2 separate regions of the Pan troglodytes genome follow, and region 1 is linked to region 2. The links are chromatin contacts, called in public capture Hi-C maps. All regions are on one chromosome and are shown on one strand. The core of a region is the stretch at or near the end of the contact, and the rest is flanking DNA. Distances in the headings are between cores, read along the strand shown. Region 1 overlaps SLCO2B1 (solute carrier organic anion transporter family member 2B1). Region 2 has its middle 36 kb from the start of NEU3.

Evidence for each region. Capture Hi-C pulls out chosen DNA fragments and counts their contacts.
Region 1: a contact with region 2 is called in a capture Hi-C map of stem cell-derived neural stem cells, with 2.6 times the contacts expected there. The contact joins two enhancer-like sites. A contact is called at or near these places in 4 of 7 Hi-C or Micro-C datasets (blood, induced pluripotent stem cells and stem cell-derived neural progenitor cells) and 1 of 1 other capture datasets (stem cell-derived neural stem cells).

The regions. Positions count from the first base shown.
Region 1 is chr9:77,166,966-77,174,316 of NHGRI_mPanTro3-v2.0_pri, reverse strand. All of the region lies in intron 1 of SLCO2B1 (solute carrier organic anion transporter family member 2B1), which reads right to left. Among named protein-coding and RNA genes, the nearest start is that of SLCO2B1, 44 kb to the right of the region's middle. Within about 2 kb of position 5,081, at least 8 of the 24 cell types and tissues checked have an H3K27ac peak or open chromatin away from gene starts, as enhancers often do. A contact at or near this core is called in stem cell-derived neural stem cells, where this site is marked.
Region 2 is chr9:77,046,649-77,053,205 of NHGRI_mPanTro3-v2.0_pri, reverse strand. No RefSeq gene overlaps it. Among named protein-coding and RNA genes, the nearest start is that of NEU3, 36 kb to the right of the region's middle. Within about 2 kb of position 4,580, at least 10 of the 24 cell types and tissues checked have an H3K27ac peak or open chromatin away from gene starts, as enhancers often do. A contact at or near this core is called in stem cell-derived neural stem cells, where this site is marked.

The sequences.
Region 1 (7,351 bases), core at 3,832-6,331, 120 kb before region 2:
CTAGCACAATCTGCAAACCTCTGCTGCTTCCAGGGCCCCATAACATTCACAGAGCCCTGTGTCTCATGCTAAGCCTGATGCTGTTCATAAAACCCTGGGCTGTTTGCAGAACCCAAGCCCTTACCTTCTTCAAGCCAACCCACTTAGGAAAATGCCTTTTGATAAACCAGGAAAAATAGGAGACTCTTCATTTTATAGAACTATCTGCTTTGGGGTACAAAGGAAGAGTGCTGGGCCCAGATTAAAGACCTCAAGGCTGGTCTCAGCTCTGTCATAATCCTGCTGTAGGACTTTGGGCTGATCCTTTGTCCTCTCTGGGTCTCTGTCTTCCCATCTGTTAAATGGAGATCCTGACATCCAACCATCCACCTCAGGCCTGTCCTGAGGATCACTGTGAGATTGCTCAGAAGACGGGGTGTGGGCGGGGTGAAAAGGGGAAGAGTGCCCAGAGGCTTCTTCCTGAAAACGGCTCCAAACTACCACCTCAGCATCTTTGTTCCCACTTCCCTTCTGGCCTGGCAGCCAGGAAGGGGATATCTAAAAATGAGCCATGGGCCAGGCAGACAAGCGAGGGCCTCAACCAGAGCCTCGGCCTTCCCTGCCCCCTGGATGCTGCCTTGGAGTCAGACCCTCGCTGTGCAGACACACTCCCATGTATGGCTCGTTAACTCTGCTCAAGGAAAACAATGTCCTCCTTATTTCACCCATGAGGACACTGCCGCTCAGAGAGGCCTCATGTCTTGCCTGAGGCTCCATGTCAAGTATATGGCAGGGGCTGGGATCTGAGCCAAGGACAGCAAGGATGGATGCCTGGTCCTCAGAAGTCGGAGGTGGAAGGAATATGGAGCTCATTTAATTCAACCTTTCCTTTTTTCAGATTGGTAGACTGGGGCCAGGAGAGTGTGGAGATCATGGGGGAGTCACTGTTTATCTCTCCCTAGATAAGCAGGCTTCAGTCTCTCTAGCTGGTTGATGAGAAACAGGCCCCATCCTGCCAAGCATTCAGGGCTTCCCCTGTCTTTGTTGGCACAACTTCTCCATCAGGACACAGCTCATCTCCTAACTGCGAGGAGAGGAGCAGGTGTGCAGGCCGGGTGGGTGTCCAGGTTGCACAGCCACCTAACCTCAACACAGCCCCTGGCTCTTCCAGTGCCCCACCCTTGTATAGCCCCTGCCGTGCTCCCTGTAGCAGCTTAAACCCCATCTGGAGGTTTCTCCCTACCTCCAACCACTCCCTTTGGAAGCTGCCTCCCCCAGCCGCCACCTTCAGGCTCTTTCGCCCCACAGCAGCCTTCCCCTGATTCCAACTCCCTCCATCTCTCACCAGTTTCTCCCTCCAGCCTATGGGAATACACACTGTGTTGGAAACTGCATCCTTCCCTGAAAGTGACAGCTCTGGGCCCCAGAAAGAGCATGAGCTTGGGTGTCAGTTCAACCCTGACCCAGTACAAAGCTCTCTGAGGCTGTTTCTTCATCTGTGAAATAGAGATGAAACGTGATAACTGAAAAATCATGAGATCTATAAATTTGGAGAGAAGACTTTATTTCTTTTCTTTCTTCCTTTTTTTCTTTTTCTTTTTTAGAGACAATGTCTCACTCTGTCCCCCAGGCTGAAGTGCAGTGATGCAATCATGGCTTACTGCAGTCTCCATCACCTGGGCTCCAGCGATTCTCCTGCCTCAGGCACCCCAGTAGCTGGGACTACACGTGCATGCCACCACGGCTGGTTAATTTTGTAAGTTTTTGTAGAGACAGGGTCTCACTATGTTGCCTAGGCTGGTCTCAAGCAGTCCTCCCACCTTGGCCCCCTGAAGTGCTGGGATTATAGGTATGAGACTTTATTTCTTATGAAGAGTTACAGCCTACAAGGTGGCCATTCTGATGGGCTGGGGAGCTCAGTCTTTGGCAGAGTCCAGAGACAGACACTTCAAGGGAGGAGGGGTTGGACAGAAATTTAAGCTGAACGCATTGACCAAATATACATATTCAACAGGTTATAGGAGGAGCTATGAATATTCATGAGGTGATCCTAATGTATGCATATGGAATAAACATGCATGTTTCATAAGACCCATGTTCACCTTGGGTTGGAGACTTAACATTCAAATGCATATATACATCAAAAGGTGAAGCAAGGACTTGAAGGGCTCAAGCGCGGTGTCTACAAACTGGCCAGAACCCATCCATGGTCGGTGGTCTCTTATCAGAAAAAATTCCTGAAACAGTCTCTAGTCCAATCAGAGCTATAGTTATGGCTGGTGGAACGGGGATCAGTTAGTTAGTGTCTGGCGGTGGAGGAGCTGCAAATTGTTTTACCACTGCTTATCTCAAGACCAGGGCTTATTTAGGTGCTAGAGAAAAAAAGAAATGTTGTGGCAGTGAGAACATAGTTTATTCTTTAGTGTATGGGTGTGGGACTTAACCCTTGCCTGGCGTGACCCTAGGTCATGTTTATAGTTTGGCATCTTATTGCCACAAAGAGTCCATTCTGTCAGTCTTATGATCTCTGTTTTAACATTAATGCTGCTCAGGTGTAGTGTCTAAGCCACAAAAGGGAGGAGGATAAACGAGGTGTGTCTCTTGTCCCTTCATGGCCAAGAACTCAGTTTTTAAAGGTTTCTCTGGGGTCCCCTTGGCCAAGAGGTGGGTTGTCCATTCAGTGAATTGAGGGGCTTAGATTTTAGTTTTAGTTGACACAAGAAGCCTCCTGGCAGGACTGTCCTAAACCCTGTTATCTTGCCCGATCTTCTCCTAAGTATGTGGTACAGCTTCTTCCTCCTGGGAGACCGCCCCCAGCCTCACCCAGTGACCTGGGGCTGGTCACTTGCCCTCTCTGATCCTTAGTGCCATTGTCTGCAAAACACCTTCCCAGAGCTGTCATATGGCTTGGATGAGCTGATGGATAGATTAGTGCTTCCAAAATTCTGAGAGCTGAGCAGACATGAGCCATTATTAATACGGCAGTGATGGTGATGGTGATGACTCTTATAATTCTGGAAGCAGAGGATGAGGAGGAAGTAAATCATGACACATACGTGCCAGGTCAGCCTGATCTCACTGACAACCCAGGAGAATAAATCACTAGGAAGGCCCTCTGAGGTAGGAGGAAGCTCAGGAGCAAAATGGGGACTCTGCAGGTGGGCGGGGGGACCACTGTTCACAGCTGTTGTTCTACAGGTGCTGCAGGGCTCCAGCTTGGGCACTGGCTGGCCTTCAGCCCCCAGCCCTGGCTCTGCCACTGACATGCTGGTCAGGTCTCATTCCCTGCCTGGTCCTCAGTTTCCTTATTATAAAATGGTGGAGGGTGGGGGGTGCAGGTGCAGTGGCTAATGACTACAATCCCAGTGCTTTGGGAGACCGAGGCAGGAAGATTACTTGAGGCCAGGAGTTCGATGCAAGCCTGGGAAACATAGTGAGACCCTGTCTCTACCAAAAATTTAAAAATTAGCCAGGTGTGGTGGCACATGCCTGTGGTCCCAGCTACTGGGGAGGCTGAAGTGGGGAGGATCCCTTGAGCCCAGGAGTTGGAGGCTGCAGTGAGCTATGATCACACCACTGTACTCCAGCCTGGGCAGCAGAGCGAGACCCTGTCTCTAAAAAAAAAAAAAAAAAAAAAATTTTAATGGTGGCTGGGGATGGGGGTGGTGGGGGTTGGGGGAAGAGTCTCATTCTGCTCTGCCCCTGTCTTTTGGAGTCTCATTCTGCTCATGGCCCACATGAGCTAATGGCTGTGCCACTGTTTTCCTAAAGTGTCAAGTGTGGGATTACAGTTATTAATATGTCTTCTTGGAGAGAGGACACGGGAGAGGGGTGGTGCAGCAAAGGCTGGGAGGGATGCCGAGGGTGGGAGTTGGGGATGGGGTGAGTGGGGGTGGCAAATGCGCGATGGGAGCAAGCCCCTGCCAGGCCGTGGATAATTTGGAAGAAGGGCCCTGCTCCCTAAAGACTTTGCAACACTGCCCCCTGGGGGCTGGAGAGGAAGCCTGTGCCCTGACTTTTCCTCTGAGGCTTCAGTCAGGGAGGGGACCTTGAAGGACCACTGTCCAGAGGCTGAACTGGGTGGGCCAGAAGAAACCCAGCTAGGGCAGTCATTGCCTGCCCGCGTTCCCCACCTGTCCATTCCACTTCACGAGCCTCTCAAATCTGCAGCCCTGTCCTGGTCTAGCCCACCACTGCTCTTGTCTGGGCCATGCCCCGGCCTCTTTCCTACCTCCAGTTTCACACCAGCCCATCTTCTTGCAAGCCAGAGGGAACTTTCTGACCCTTAAATCCTACCATGCCCCTTTCTGTATAAAACCCTGACCCAGCTCTCAGTAACCCCAGGAGAGACCATCCTTCTTAGCCTGACACTGAGTGGTCCCTGTCTCTCTGTCCAATCACATCTTCTGCAGGTCACTATCCTCACTCGCAGATGAGACATTACAGGAGTGTTTAGAGCAAGGAAGGCGCTGGGGTAGGACTTCTCGGGTGTGACTGCTGGCTTCCCCCCTTAGTAGCTGTGTTATTTAATTCTTAGTTTGCGGTTTTTTTTTTTTTTGAGACAGAGTCTTGCTCTGTCACCCAGGCTGGAGTGCAGTGGCATGATCTCGGCTCACTGCAACCTCTGCCTCCTGGGTTCAAGCAATTCTCCTGCTTCAGTCTCCTGAGTAGCTGGGACTACAGCTGTGCACCACCACACCTGGCTAATTTTTGTATTTTTAGTAGAGACAAGGTTTCACCATGTTGGCCAGGCTGGTCTGGAACTCATGACCTCTGGTGATCCACCCATCATGGCCTCCCAAAGTGCTGGGATTACAGGCGTGAGCGCCCAGCCTGCAGTACTTTTTTAAACTATAAAGTATATATAACATAAAATGTTAACATAAAATTCAGTGGCATGAAGTACATCTACATTGCTGTACAACCGTCCTCACCATCCATCTCCAGACCTCCCTCATCTTTCCAAACGGAGACTCAGATTCATGTGTTCTTCATTCCACCTCTGTTTTCTCATCTGACGGATGGAACTAATCACTGAGTGTGTTTTGCACGTGCTTACAGGTGGGTAATAGGTACTCAGGCAATGTTACGATTGTTTTCTTCTCTTGAGGAAGCTGCTCTGGAAAGTCAGTGCAGCAGCACCGCATGGAGTGATCTCTAGAAACCCACAGCCTACCGCTGCCCGGCTTCATTTCTGTGGCTCGGGCAGATTTTCTGAGAGCTGCTGGGGAAGCATGCCGCCCATCTCATCTGGGAAGATGAGTCACTTCCTCTGCTGCTGGGTTATGAGCCTAGGGATGGGGAAGGCAGGAAGCAGAACACAAGCAGCTGCTTCTCAGCTGGGCGGGGCCTCCGCAGTGGCTCACATAAGAACCACGTGGCAAGGTGGATTCTCTCTGGTGTCTGGACCAGGGTAGGACACCCTAACTTGCCTGTGTGCCAGCTCTCTCAGGAGGGGCTGGAGCAGGCTAACTTGCTTCCATCAGTGTTGCTTATTCAGAGCACAACAGTTTGCGTTTTGCTTGATTCTCTCCTTTTCACATCATGCTCCCAACACATCATCCGCCCCCCACATTCTGTGCACACACTTCCAAGATTCACTCACTCCAACTGTTCCTGGCATGCGCGTCTAAAATCATCTCACCTTCCAAGTGGCACTGTCCTCATTTAAATGCATGTCTTTTTTTGTCCCCTAGGTGGAACTAGGGGAGAGACCAGGCCTCAGGCCTCCCTGATGGATCCTGGTTTCTGGCCTGCTCTCTGGCCAGGGGAGCAAGTGGATCTCTCCAGCAAACAAGCTGAATGGTGGTGTCAGAATCAGAGCTGGGTCCAGACAGGACGCTTAGAGGGCCACAGAATCTCCTCCTAAGAGTCCTTCAGCTGGGGACTCTAGTCTTTTCAGTTAAAGACATCAACCATCCTCCAGAAAGAGCCAGCGGTGGCAAGCAGTTAGCTTAAGGAAACCAGTCAAGTCTTTGGAGTAGCTTAGGCTGGAACTCGGCCAACATTAGTTGTGTGGCATGGGGCAGATACTTCATTTTTCTAAGCCTCAGTTTCTTCTTCAAAATGGATGCAATGATCATGACTAACACTCATTATTTGCCAAGCACTGTTCTAAGCACTTGTATCAGCTCAGTTAATGCTCCAAACAACCTATTATAATCCCCAATTTACAGACGAGGAAACTGAGGTACAGAGAGACCTGCCAAGGTCACACAGTTGGTAAGAGGCAGATCAGGATCTTAACCTAGACAATCTGGCCCCAGAGTCCAAGCCCCTAACCATGGCACTTAACCGTCTCAAAGGGCAAATTTGAGGACTCAGTCATTATCTGCTGGTCCCTAAGCCATGAGGTTGAATACAGAATGATCCAAGTACTAAGCTGCTGCCTTTGACTGACCCTGGGCATTTTACTTTCCTTGTCAAATCTCAGGTTTCCCTCCTACAACAGGAGGGGCTTGAACCCCAGCTCCGGCTCAGCAGAGAGCTCACCATTTGCCTGGAAACCTGCCCCTCCCTGGTCCCTGTTCTGAGCCCCTCCCATCTCTTCAGAGTCAGCCCCCATCCCTGCAGCCTGTGTGGCAACTCTGCCTTCATATTTCTCTGTCTGTCTTACTCCCTCTTCTCCCTAAATTCAAAGCCCACTCCTTGTTCCTGTAGAACCCTTGCACAGCCTCCTTAATCGTCTGTGACTCCCGTCTCCCTAGTTCTAATCCATCCTCCACATTCTACTGGAGCCATCTTTCCAAACGCTAATCTTTTTTTTTAGACAGGATCTTTCTCTGTCATTCAGGCTGGAGTGCAGTGGTGCCATCCTAGCTCACTGTAGCCTCAAACAAGCAATCCTCCCACCTCAAGCTTTCCAAGTAGCCGGGACCACAGGCATGCACCACCATGCACAGCTGATTTTTTTTTATTTTTATTTTTGTAGAGACAGAGTCTTGCTATGTTGCCCAGGCTGGTCTCAGACTCCTGGGCTAAAGTGATCCTCCCACCTTGGCCTCCCAAAGTGCTGGGATTACAGGTGTGAGACACCTTGCCCAGCTCCCAACCCTAATCTTATTGTGCCCAGCCATTCTCCTCAGAGCAAAGCCTATTTCTTAGCCTAACATTTGCTGCTCATCACCACACACCTATAACCTACCTTTTGCACTTTCATCCCTGGCGCCTGCATATGCACAGTTCCCTCAGCTCAAATGCCCTTCCTGCCTTTTACCACTGGATAAGCACAGATCCATCCTTCACCTGATAACGACGACCTCCAATCCCTCCCAGCACCACCCAAGTGTTCCCTGCTTCCTCCTGAAAGAATACACACGTGCTCACAGTCATATCCTAGTTCTCCACGTGTCCTTGGCTGACCAGCATCGAG
Region 2 (6,557 bases), core at 3,331-5,830:
CTTTGCTGATTTTTTACTCTTGATAAAAAATTTGTTTCAGAACTACTAGAGCTGTGACATGTCTTACAATTTAGAAAGCTGATTTCAAGTTTGATTGACAGTATTTTTAGGCTATTGAAGGGAGTATTTTTTTCCTTTGGGAATGTGGCGGCACAATCTTCCTATGCTTAGGGCAGTTTAGGCAGAGGGGCGGGGGGGGTGGAGGCTGGTTTGAAGAGGGGTAAGGAAGAATAGCTAGCAAGTAGAGAAACTCAAGAAATTGGGCTAAGACAGGGAGGAAGGAAAGAGTAGTGACTGCAGAGTAACATGGGTTTGAGGACTCTTTTGAGATGGGAAAGTTGTAAACACATTAAATGCTAAGGAGCCAGGGGAGAGAGGTAGCTTAAAGAGGTGAGGGAGGGATTGATGGAAGGAGTTCCTAGAGGAAGTAGGCAGAAAATGGGCTCCCGGGGCTTGAACTGGAGTGAGGCTTTAAATCCTGGCTCCACCAGCATCATGCGACTTTGGTCCTGCCTTAAGTTAAGGCAGAGTTTTGCAAAACAGGGATCCTGATAGTGCCTATCCTATAGAGTTGTTATGAAGATTGAATGAGTTGATACAGGTTAAGTGCTCAGAACAGCACCTAGCACATGTTAAGTTCTTAACAAAAATTATCTGCTAGTGGTAATAAAAATCAGCTGTTAGCTAATTCATTTTGTAAAACCAGAAAGAAAGGGGAAAATATTGGTGTGGCCTGTGGCAACTGTATTTGGAAGGGAGAAATGATGATAGAGTTCACACCAACAGCTTTGCTCTTGAGCCAAGGATTTGGAGTTAGAGCTGGGTTCACGTCACTTCACCATGCTCAATCTCAGTTTTCTCATCTGGAAAAAGCTCCATCTCAAGGGAAGAATGCAAAGAGTTCTTAACATAAATGGGTAAAGCACTGAACATGGGGCCAGGTACTTAGAGGTGCTCAGTGAATGATAACTACGTATAAAGCTCTCCTACTCCCTTCCCAGTGACATGGACCTTGGCAGGGAGTCTGCTGATGGGGAGAGCACAGCTGAGGTTGGGAGACTTAAGTGCAAAGTTTTTTGAAGTGCAGGGTGCTATAGAAGATCGGGGCAGGAAGATCACCCTACCCTAAGACCAGGCTGGCCAGGGAAGGAAGGGAGGCCAAGAAAATCTGCAGGAATAAGAGGGATCCAAAGCTGGAGGCCTATGCAAAGGTGAGGGAAAGGGGAGGGGCCAGGAGAAGGGTCTATGGTGGGAGAGGAAGATTTCTGAGTTTCGTTCAAAGTTTTCTGAGTCCTATAGTATGCCAGGCACTATTGCAGCACTTTATATACATGAGGTAATCCAACTTCAACCCCTCCCTGCTGCCCATCCAGGGCCTGTCACTCCCACAAATCTATGAGGGCCTTGCAGACCATAAACCAGTCTACAAATCTCTGGCAAGTTTGGGCAGGAAGAATCAGAGGGCCAATCAGATTCCCTCTGCTATGCATGTGAATTGAGCAGGATGGGGAGAAACTCCTAGTTTCTACAAAGGAGCCCAGAGGAACGAAGTATGGAGTTGAAATGGAGCCATGAGCAGTCACATGTAAGAAAAAGTTGTGCTAGAACAGAGATTCTGAGGAAACAGAAGCTTGAGACAGAGAGGAGAGAGGGAAAGAATCCACCTATGAGTAGTTGGAAGATGGGCAGATAGCAACAGAGACCCATTGACAAAGAGATGGAGGAGAAGCTAGCCCCAAGTGGCCTCTGTTCCTTCCAATGTGCAGGTTCTAGTTCCAGTCCCCATAGTTGGCTCCTTCCCCAACCCACTTGGTTGGGCTCCAGTGGTTTGCTGTTCTTTGCAACAGAATAAATCCAAATAAAGCCTATTCCCATTTTGCAGATGAGAAAACTAAGGCTGTGAGGGAAAATGACTTCTTCTTGGGATCCACCCCTGCCCCCCATCTCCCAGTCCCTTTTAGGTTCCTACTTGGGAGACTTGACATTCACGCAGAAAGTCCCCACAGTGGCTAAGGATCAAGTTTTAGGGCTTGATGAGAGAGCAGGGAAGGGGTTCACAGGACCCAGGCAGGAAGGATGAGGGCCAGACCTGAGCAGAGGGGGTGAGAATGAAAGTTGTCCCTGAGTGGGTCCTAGATCTAAACAGGACCCAATAATCTTGGAGCCTCATGACTTCCTAGTAAAGTCAATGCCATCATCTCCATCGTACAGCTGGGAAAACTGAGGTTTGAAGAGGCTAAGTCACCTTCCTAAGGCCATATAGCAAGTAAGAGACAAAGCTGAGGCTTCCCCTCTGGTCTCAGACTCCAAGTGCAGGCCCTTCCTGCTGCTGTAGCTGCCCATCTTTTCTGGAAAATCAACTTCACTCAGAGAAGAGCTCTCATCCTGCCTTGCTGTAGAATGGCTGTGGCCTTGGCCCAGTCCAGTTGCCTCCCTCCCTGGGTCTTAGCTGAGTAGGGAGGAGGGTCCACTAGATGTCTGAGGTCTGCCTGCCTGCTCTTCTAGTGGGTTCCAGTCTCTCCACAGCTGGGCACCATCCAGGCTACTCCCCATCCTACCTCCTCTCTCTAATAATTAATCTCCAGCCAACAGTCCCAGCTGCAGTGCTTTCATCATCCAATTACTGGAGTTGCTGGCACAATAAATCTTGGTCATACAAATGCAGGCAAATCTGCAGCTATTTTCATGGCCATTACTGTGCATAGGACATTGGGACTCAGGTCATTTGCCTTTCTGACATGGAGTCCTGCCCCCCACCCCCTATCTTCACCATCTTCTTTCATTTTTCAGTGGCAGCTGCCTCCCTCCCCCATCATCTCCCAAGCACCTGCTCCTCCCTTCCCCTCTCCCATCTTTAGGCTGTAGGCCAAAGATCAGAAGACTGTGTGACCTCAGCCAAGTCAATTCTCTGACCTTCAATTTCTTCACCTATAAGACAGAAAAAGCATGATTGACCTTATAGGGTTTTGTGAAAACTAAATAACCCAAGTGCAGTATACATCTCACTGGTGGTAGGTATGACCTACTTCAGTGGTCTTTGCTATTTTTTAATAGGTATGTATATAATTTAATGTATATTAGGAAAGATAAATCAAACCAGTGATTTCATGAATATTATTCCTTAGGAGACCATGAATTAGGTATTTTCATAAAATATGCTAAAGAAAATTATTAAGAATCCATGGATTTAGCAAAAATCATGGAGGAGGCATATGAATGAGAGAAACTTGAGAAACGTTGACATAATGACTGCGTGCTGCTTGCCTTTATCACTATTTGCTCTGTTCTCCACCTTCCCTCAGTTTCTGCAGAGGGATGTGTGGTGCCCTACAGAAGAAGGGGACTCATTGTGTTCTGAGAGGCTAACTTGCTCTAGTTCAGGGCCCTTCATTCATGTGAGAACCACCTCCCTCCCCTTGGGGCCTGTCCCATGCAGGCCCTGTGCTGGGTGCTCGGAACACAGAGCTCAAACGACAGCCCTGCGTTCAGGAAACTCCCAGGAACTCTCCTCTGAATCTGGCAAGGGAGCTGTCACTACCTTTACCTGACAGGACGTACAGCAGGACTTTCCTTGAGTTCTGGATTTGTGGAATTGCAGTGAAGGCCCAAAACTGAGGACAAGAGGCTCTAAGACCACACTCTGTAAAGAGAGACATGAAGGAGCGTACACGTGCACACACACACAAAGAGAGGACATAGGAGGGAAGGGGGGAGAAGTTGGGGTGGCCTTGTGAACACTGCAGTGTTTGTGCTGAGAGTCACTGCCATGATGGGGAATGGAGAATGTGCCCAAGCCCTGCATAGAAGCTGGGCGTGCCTGCCAGAAAGGGAGCCTCACCCTGGCATCTGGGCAGAAAGCTTGCTGTGCCGAGAACTCACAGGCCCACCCTGGGACTGCCACTGAGCAGCACAGAGGTAAAGGGGTATCCAGTGGCAGGAAGCCTGCTGAGAGGGTCTGGTCCATCCAGCAGAGCCTGAAGGGAACATGGTGAGTACTGCAGGAAGAATGCACAGGACTCTCTCCCAGTGTTTCCTGGCTGTAGGCAGCCATGGAAGATCATAGGAGTTTCCATGGCTCCATACGAAGAAGCACACAGATTAAAATAGGGGAAGGATCCACAGGGCTGTTCAGATGGCCTCAGACCAGGTAAGTCTGACCCCACCTAAACAAGAGGTTGGGCCCTGGGCCTCTGATGGGAGTCCAAGGAAAACTCGGCTGCCCATCTCTGAGTGAGGCTTGGCAACAGCAGGCACAGAGGAGAAACTGAACATCGTGCCAGGAAAGTCATGCCCACCAACTCCCAGCTAACAATAGGTCAGCAGAGTCCACCAGCCTTGGAACCAGAAGCAGATCTCATGCTCACACGCACACACACATAGAACTTCCTCCTCTGTAAAGCCACCATCCCTCTTGGACATCAATTTCCCCTTGGGACAAAAGAGTTATAAAACTGCCTCAGGGCAGTTTTGAAAATCCAGGCAGAGACTGCTGTTCTGCCACCAACCATAGGCATTACTGCTTAAAATTCCAGGGTGCTTGTGGCCTGCAGGGAGTTGGGGGAGATTGCCACCTGGTGGTCAATGTTGGCAATGCCATGGAGCTTGCAGCAGAGCCGGGGACTGGGAGTCCTCAGGCTCAGAGCCAGGCCTGACTATCTGTATGACCTTGAGCAGGTCACTTCCACTCTTGGAGACTGTTTTCTCAACTAAAATGGGGAATAATGTTGCCAGCCTTGCAGAACCATAGTGAAGATTAAACCTACTGCACTACTGTGCCTGTCTTGAGCGGGGCCTCAGTAAAGTTTTGATCCACCTGGGTCTTGTTCCCGCAGGATATGAGCAAGGGTCAGCTCCAGGAGACAGAGGGGGAGGTGAGCCACGCTCACAGAGATCCCCAGCTCCCCAGGTTTCTTTCACTGCCCGCTACCCAGGACCGTCTTTCTGTGTGTGTGGAACTGTTCTTAACCTAAACCTGGACAGCTCTTTGGATTCCAGATGTTCAGAACAGTGTAATGCTGACTCTAGAGTCTGGATCAGGAGAGCTCATTCCAGGCCTAGTTCTGTCACTAACTTGCTGTATAGCTTTAGTCAAGTCACCTGGTTAATATCTAAGCTTTGGTTTCCTCTTTTGTACAAAGAAGGTAATGATTCCGGCTCTGCCTTTCGGCTCTGCATTGTGCTATAACTCACTTCCTTACCCTCAACTCTTGAAGGAAAGTCTGTTACGTGCACATGCTTGCACCTGGTGCTTTGGGGAAAGAGGCAGCAAGGGCAGCATCAGAGCCTGGAGCAAAACAACTCAGTCACAGTCACAAGAATGCAATAGCAGCAGGAATTAAGAGTGAGAGGTGATCAGAATATAAGCTCCCAGGAACTCTCAGGCTCTTGGGAAAGACTCTATGCTTCGCCCAGAATATAGGATGATGACCTGCAAAATCTTTTTTTTTTTTTCTTGAGATGGAGTCTCACTGTGTCGCCCAGGCTGGAGTGCAGTGGCGCGATCTCAGCTCACTGCAGCCTCTGCCCTCCGAGTTCAAGCAATTCTCCTGCCTCAGCCTCCCAAGTAGCTGGGATTATAGGCACCTGCCACCACGCCTGGCTAATTTTTTGTATTTTTAGTAGAGAGGGGTTTCACCATCTTAGCCAGGCTGGTCTTGAACTCCTGACGTCATGATCCACCCGCCTCAGCCTCCCAAAGTGCTGGGATTACAGGCGTGAGCCACCGCACCCGGCCGATGACTTGCAACATCTTAAGAAACTGAGGGAAAGTGTGATTCCAGAAGGGTGGAGGAGCAGACAATCTGAGGACTTCCATATTACCCAGATCTCTGACTCACTAGAGGGACTGTTCTGGGATTTGTGGGACTGTTCGCTGGGAGCCTCACTCCCACATGGGAAGGACTGACTACAGTATTATTATCCATACCTATCCACCTGAAGTTGTTTCCAAGCCTTGGAAAGAGCTGTGCAGGGCCCATGGTCTCCTCTGACTACTCCTTACAGATTACCTCAGATTTTAGACTTTTGTCTTGCTAGCCCCAGGCAGTCTTACAGATAACATGTCCTAATCAAATTCAGACCCAATCTCATTTGGTAAAAGAGATCAAAATGATGAGTTCTCAACTCTGTACCCAGTTCAGGTGACCCTCTCAGGCTTGGGGACAAACCTACTTGCCACTCGCCACTTACCCACAACTGCCCACCCTATCATTTTCACTTACATACACACTAATTCAACAAGCTCTGTGGGGCCCATACTCTCTGCCAGGCCCTAGGCTGGGCACTGGGAACACAGAAAGGATCAGATGTGGTCCTTGTCCTTGAGGAGCTCACAGTCTAGAAAAGGAGCCATATATAGCAACAGAACATTCCACACAGAATGGGCAGTGCAACGTTAGAAGGGGCACAGTGCAAGGCCAGAAGTGGGGCCTACCTGATCTGGGGTTAGGGCAGGCTCCCCAGTGAATGGCACATTTAAGCTAGATCCTGAGAGGAAAAGGAGGAATTCTATCAAAGAAGGAGAAAGAGCATTTCAGACAAAGCAAGGTGTACACAGA